Regions from separate parts of the Sus scrofa genome. Here region 1 is linked to region 2. Evidence: chromatin contacts called from public HiChIP or PLAC-seq data. All regions are on one chromosome and are shown on one strand. Each heading gives the region's core, a stretch centred on a gene start, on an enhancer-like site or on the middle of the called end of the contact. The rest is flanking DNA. Distances are from core to core; before and after follow the strand shown. Region 1 overlaps ATG5 (autophagy protein 5). Region 2 has its middle 200 kb from the start of PREP.

Evidence for each region. HiChIP or PLAC-seq counts read pairs in DNA pulled down with a chosen protein or histone mark.
Region 1: a contact with region 2 is called in an H3K27ac HiChIP or PLAC-seq map of alveolar macrophages. The contact joins two enhancer-like sites. A contact is called at or near these places in 1 of 47 Hi-C or Micro-C datasets (embryonic fibroblasts) and 1 of 2 datasets of contacts at active chromatin or transcription factors (alveolar macrophages).

The regions. Positions count from the first base shown.
Region 1 is chr1:72,428,545-72,432,135 of Sscrofa11.1, forward strand. The region is part of intron 6 of ATG5 (autophagy protein 5); the gene reads right to left. Among named protein-coding and RNA genes, the nearest start is that of ATG5, 90 kb to the right of the region's middle. Within about 2 kb of position 2,222, at least 7 of the 83 cell types and tissues checked have an H3K27ac peak or open chromatin away from gene starts, as enhancers often do. A contact at or near this core is called in alveolar macrophages, where this site is marked.
Region 2 is chr1:71,835,401-71,839,040 of Sscrofa11.1, forward strand. It overlaps a transcript of PREP not described here. Among named protein-coding and RNA genes, the nearest start is that of PREP, 200 kb to the left of the region's middle. Within about 2 kb of position 1,776, at least 13 of the 83 cell types and tissues checked have an H3K27ac peak or open chromatin away from gene starts, as enhancers often do. A contact at or near this core is called in alveolar macrophages, where this site is marked.

The DNA of each region.
Region 1 (3,591 bases), core at 972-3,471, 590 kb after region 2:
TATAAAAAAAAAGTTATAAAACGAAAAAACAAAAAAAACCAAAATGGAGTTTCTGTTGTGGCTCAGCTGACTAAGAGGATGCAGGCTTGATCCCTGGCCCGGCTCAGTGGATTAAGGATCCCAAGTTGCCGTGAGCTGCAGTGTAGATCACAGACAATGCTTGGATCTGGTGTTTCTGTGGCTATGGAGTAGACCAGCAGCTGTAGCTCTCATTTTTAGACCTTGAGCCTGGGAACTTCCATATGGTACAGGTGCAACCCTAAAAAGCAAATAAATAAATAAATAAATAAATTTAATTAAAAAGTTATGACCCCCCCCCAAATTCAGAAAGGATACAGCCTAAAAGATGTACAGTAGATGCACAATGACACTTGTTTGTGAAACTTACATATGCCCTTACTTAAAAGGCTAGGGGTAGGGAGTTGAGGGATGAGGTGGATCTTTTACTGCCACAGCAGGAAGTACCTGAAGATGACAAGGGGCCTGTTTGATTTGGTCCAATAGCTTGGACAGAATCATCTGAATACAAGTACCCAGGTTTGGGATCTCTGATCTGACTCGTCCTAAATCAAATCCATACTTGGTCCAGTGAGCCTCAGACTAGTACTCTGTTCTCCTTGGTTGGGCTAACGAAACAAATACTATGTTGACACATTAGATATGTTGTATTTCTCCAGGTACAGCAACAGACTTTGATATCATCAGCTACTTTGTGTGTGTGTGTGCTTTGCTTTAAGTCCTACAAAAAAAAGTTAGATGATTGGTTTACTATATTTGTAAATAAAATTAGATTTACAAGAGTTCCTGACGTATAGCAAAGGATTTCACTTGTTAGGTTTATAGATTTTTTTTTTTAAATTGGCTATACTGAACTATAACTGGAATTAGCAATGCCTATTTATTAATATAGAATGTAATTAGGTTTATTTCATTAGCTATATAGGTAGTATGATGTGTTTTGGGAGAATTAAATCTGAAAAAGGGATAAATTATAAAAAAAAATCAAGAAATAAAAAAGCTCTCATTTTTATTTGTCATTATTCATAGCTAACATAAATTGAACTGAAGGCATCAGAAAAACTAGATTTTATAATACACAAGTCTAATAAAACACAAATAACTGTAAAGCTATTTCCAATATTAAAAATCCCACTAACAATTACTGTGGCCCTCAAAATCAGTGTACTTTCACTTGATTCAACTTAAAAATAACTAAATTTATATATTTTAAAAGCTTTACTAGTAAGTAGTAAAGGCTTCATTATAACCAAATGGTAACAATGATGAACACCAATAAAACTTTTCTTAACGTCATTAGTAAAAAACCACAATGTAATATTTCACTTTCGAGTATCACGTGGCCAGTGATATTTCAGCTGACAGGCATTACAAGGATTTAAAGATAAATAAATTGCAACGAAGAATATTACATTTATTTCCCGCCTATGTTAAAAGAAAAAGATTTGAGGTTGCTTATAACAAAAGCATGTATATAGTAACAACAAAAACTATTAACACATCTTTTTCTTGGATAGAATTATCCCATCTCTTATATGTGGAATCTGAAAAACAAAACAAAACAAAACCCAACCAACCAACAAATCAAGCAAACCAAGCTCACTGATACAGAGCATCTGCTGGTTGCCAGACTTTGGGAGTAGAGTGTGGAAGAAATGGGTGAACTATTTTTGCTTCTGATTTATGTAAACTGAATGAGGGGTGGGAAGACTAATCTTGCTGCAATCTATAATATAAATAAAAATTGGAAGAGATTAGAGAACTGTTTGTTTGCATGAGAAATAATGAGGATATGAGCTTGAATTGTGCCAAAGAAAATGAAGAGAGTGGATATGAGGGATATGGATAAACTGTGTGATCTGCAAATAGATTTGTTTCATTAATTCATTTGTTTATTCTTACTTTAATTCATCTCTTTTATTGTATTAGGCAGTTGCTGAAGGTATTCAGCAAAAAAAATGAGCAGTTTCTGCCTTCACAAAGCTCTCTGATCAGTCCTGAGTAGCTTCTTTAATCTAGTAAAACCTGCCCTCTAAGAGTGCGCTCAGCCTCCTTCCAGAACCACTCACCCCAATCCTTTCAAATTCTGCTTCCTAGCCTGTTCCCAGTTTCTGATCACATCTTCTCTTCCTGATTCCACTTCGCCCCACTGGCAGCTCTCATTTCTGGCCTCACTTCTTAGATTCACTTCCTTCTTCCTATTTTGAGAGTTAGGCTGATTTCATGTGCTTTGGGTAAATTCCTATGGTCTTGGCAACTAGACACAGTCCTTATGCTGGCGTGCCACCCCCGCCACCAAACAATCCAGATCCTGACAGTCAAGAGTCCAGCCATAACAAAACCAAACAAAAAAGAATTATCCCAATAGCTGTACCCAGGTCTAGGATCTCTAGCAACCAGTGGGCAGGGGCAAATTTATCAGAAATCTTCATTCATTAAACATTTATTGAGCACTTACCAAGGTATTACCTGTGCCGATGGATACAAAAATGAACAATGGATGCATAAACAAATAATTTTAAGACCCTGTTAAGTAGTAACAGAAATACGCACAAAGCACTGTGAAAAAATTTAAACTCCCAAGCACAAACTATAACTCTGGATTTTCTGGCAGCTAGAGTAAACAAGTAAACAAACCCTATAACTGGTTACATAATTTCATTTTATAAGTGTGGAAATTATACCAATAGGTACAATGTATTAAAATAAAATTGAACAGAATTTTCAAAGATGAAAACAAAGAAGAGAATATAGGTCAAGCTTCAAACTTGAAATACATTATATATATATATAAATATATTTTTGAATACAGAAAGAGATAAGGCCATTTCAGGCAGAGTACAGCACCAATTCTTCCCTTTCATATATGCCCCTGCCCACTAAAGTATTCAGAGGCAGATGGAATAAAACAGTACCTTTGAGATTGGTGAATAAAGGGAGAAAAATGAGCTATGAATTTAGCATATAAAGCTTGGAATATCAAATGCAGTGGAATTAGCCAAGGCTTAGTTGGAATTGCAACTCCCAACACAACTGATTATGTTCCCATGGCAAATTATATCAATCTTCGGGAGTCTGTATCTAAATCTAAAAAATGGAAATAATATATACTTTTGAATCACTGCTGTAACAGTTAAATAAAATGAAATACATAGAACACCTAATACAACAGGTGCTTAACAAGGATTAGTTCTTTTCATTCCTCCCTTTAAAAACACGGTTAAATGTGAAGCCAAAGAAAGGTAACACTATTTAGTCTTTATAGAGCCAAGAATGTAGAGAATAAAAAATAATTGGTCTTCAACCATCAGTTCTCTTTGAAGTTTTCTTAATTAGAATAAATATGTGGCACAAAGAAAAAGAAAATAGGGGTTTACACAGGATATGCTGCCAGACCTTACCAACAATGACACATGATATGTGCTTCAAATTGTCACATGCATATTTGGCCTAAGATATATTCATGCATGTCAAATTTTGCATCACATGCTTTTCAAAAGAAGCCTCATGTTAAAATTAGCTTAAGAATATACACAATTACAATACCTCATTAAGTAAAAAGAACAGACCATT
Region 2 (3,640 bases), core at 526-3,025:
GTGTGTGTGTGTGTGTGTGTGTGTGTGTGTGTTCTTTTTGGGCGATGTCTCCCTTTGACTCATCTCAGATTTTGCATTATGCGTGTTTTTTTTAAACTAGCAAAGTCATTTTCAAATTGTTTCTACCCATTCACTGGTTTCTTCTAATTTACGGATATGGTTGAAGCAACAGAAATACAAATGGAACCCCAAACTTTGACTGTTACCCCAAATTTTGTCTGTTAGAAACTTTGGGGTAAAGAAGACAGATCAGAACAATGCAGAAGGTATATTTCTGAAAATCTGTAGTTCATGATAAATTTGATCTTTGAAAGAGTTATGTACTGAAGCTTGAGATATTGATAAAAGTGCTATGCTTAACCAACATAAAATATTATTATTAACATAAAATAACACATATATAGCTATACAATTATATCCAATTTATCATGATAATTATATGACTTTTTTTACTTATTTAACTCATTTCTTTTTCTTCTTTGGGCTCCTTTTTTTTTTTTTCTTGTTTATGTAAATCACTTCAATGCTTTGTCTGAGACAAATTACACATGAATTTGTGGGTTCTGAAATGTGAGATCCTCTGTTTCAGTGCACTTGTGTTTCTTCAGGGCCAGCACCTTCATGACTGATACGTGGGAAAGAGGACAACCTTACATCCTTAGCAAAGAACATCCTTAGCAAAGAAAGCATGGGGGTATATTTTTTGTTATTGTTGATCTTTTTCTTGTATACATTCCTGTTCACTGGTCTTCTCCTAGGGCAACTTGGATTTCCATGTTTTTCAAAGCCCTTTGGGCTTCCATTCTGTGTTCCTCTCTGACACACATATTCTAATTCTTATCTGTGCTTCTCTCCACTCTTTCAAGATTTTTATCAATCAACTCATCAGCAGATGAAGCACTGACAGGTGCCAACATGTGAAAATTTTTAAGCACACCTAAGGTGGTAGCTCTCCAGCCCCATAGTTCAGAAGGGGTGGAAAGACTCTATTCTGTAAATTAAAATATTTAGAAAGACTCTGGAGAAGACGAGCTCTTCTCAAAGAAAAGAATGGTTAACATACCCAGATGGTTTGTTGCACCTTGACATAGAAAAACAGAATCTATGACAGAAAAACAGAATTGTCAAATACCAAGTAGTCTGAAATGGATAATGCTGCTCTTGTTGGTATCAATGACTGAAAACATTGACAAGCTCCATAGTTTAGAGATAACATGTCCTGAAAGTCCAATTTTTTTTTTTTTCTCACATGAATGAAAAGGTCAATCTGATGCATGGGTTCCAAACAGTGTGTTGATAACATGAATGATGCCCTTGGCACTATTAATACTTTGGCTACTGATTCTTGTCCCATTGAGAATGCATGAATTTATTCATATGCCTGTGATTTACCATGGTTTAAGCACTCCTAGGGCACTGTCAGTAACTCAGTGTTGTATAACTGACTTGTTTTCCAGGATACCAGTTACCCTTCCCGGCTTACATCCTGTGTGGGCTTGGCAGACATCAGCTCCCGAGCACCTAGAAGGCACTTCCTTCTCCAGAGGAGCTTCATGGAAACAAGGACTCTGTTGCAACTGGCTGAGGTTGGAACTAATTCCTCCTCTGTCTGCGTTACAAAATAAGTGAAGACTAACCAGCCCGGGCAGGTTTTTTTGTATCCTTGGATTGCTCTCTGCCTCTTTTCAAGAGCTTTTGCTGTAAAATAACCAGACTACATCTAAATTTAGCCATGTGATATGGCACAAACAGGCTTTCATGCCTGCTGTGTCATCAAGGGGATTTCAGGATTTTCTAATTGGTCTGCCTCGGTGCATCTGATGCAATCGCCCATCATCAGTTTGTGCTCAGGAGTCTGGGTGGGAAGTGAAAGTACAGACAAGCCTGCCTAGGCCATCTCTGCCTTGCAAGAGCTTGCCGCTAGCTGTGTGTGGCTCTGAGACCCAGATTCAGGCCAATTCAAAATGAAAACCTTCAAATGAGTGCTCCGAAAGTAAAACAAAAACTGAATCTACTTGCTACATCTTGATGAGGCCCATAAGGTAGCAAAGGTTTGGGGGTACAAGGTCAAGCTGAAGGGTTAAGGCCTGAAAGGGGTTTGCCCCTCGGATAAACTAAACATCCTTTGCCAGTGGCATGCTGTGGAAAGGCGGCCCTGAGGAAAGGCTAGTGACCCATGGGGGATCCAAATTTCCACGGCTGGATGGCATCTCTTCCAGGCCTTTCCCATGGAGGCAAAGACTCCAGACTGAACTTGAAGAGTTCTAGGCAATCCTCTCAGAGTTAGGACTTTGAAGATCAAATGAGAATGATAGGGATTTGGAAAAACTAGTACTTGGTCAGTATTTATGCTTATGGCTCTTTACCAGAAAGGAAAAAAATAATTGCTCTACTATCCTCTAAGTTATTTTTATCACTTAAATGAAAAAGAACTAGCTGAGGTTATTTGGCATATCACAATGTTTTTCTTATTTTTTTTTCTGATTATCAATTCATGCTCGCTGAAAAAAATAGTCAAATGTTACAGAAATGTGTAACATAGAAAATAAGAAGACTTCTCCTTCAGCACAACCTCCAAGGTAAGTTTGGATAGCAATTTGTTTTATAGGCTCATTTCTTTTCCCCCCACAGATACTCTATCTATCTATCTATCTATCTATCTATCTATCTATCTATCTTTATAAGAATGAAATCTTCCATGATATACTTATAAATTGCATTTCCATTCAACAATATACCTTTCCCTGTTTATTTATAAAGACATACCTGGATGCCTTGTTTGGTTTTTAAGACTAGATTTCTTTAAAGTTATAAGTTACACACAGAATTAAAGCAGAGAATACAGAGATATATATTGAAAATAAAAATGCTTCCCTCCTCTCTACATCATACAGTATTATTCTAGTGTTTGGAGTGCTTTTAAAGTATAGACAAATAGATGCATATGCATGCTTATTTACTGTTGTATATATATATGTATTTTCCATACAAATGGAATTGCATTGTAATATTCTGTGTCTCAGTTTTAAAATTGAGTACAAGAATGCCTTTCAATTGGACCAAAGACTGGTTAACCTGAAAGCACAAAAGCACACTCTAGGATGGCAGAGACCACATCTGCCTGGCTCCCTGCTGTGTGTACTTTGCCTGGCATCCATACTTGAAGCCCCAAGAGTCTTCTATTGCAGTCAGAAAACCCCTGGGAGAAAAACCATCCCTTGGCCCCAGATGCTCAACAGACCCATGGGAAATCTGCTTCAATGGATTCAAGGTTTAGCTCTCCCTATAAGAGGGCTTCCCCTTCTAGGCACCAGCTTGTAGTGAGATCCTATGGGAGTCACTGGGTGCTCCAAAGTGGGTAGGGGAGCACATGCTGGCAGGATGAGGGAATAAGGAGGCCAAAGAGCTCAACAGACCTTGACTGCACTGAAAGTCACCCTCTGTCTCTGTGAAATATGCCCAATCTTCTTGGGAGCAGAAAATCCAACTTTGAGAGCAGAAGCGGATTCCTAGTAAACAGTAAGATTATTAATGAAGAATCTTAGTGAAAGTCTTCATGGATTTTTTAGTAAATTTCAAAAATGATTTCCATGTATATATGTGTGTGTAGAGGGTAATATGGCCAAGTAATAAATATTAA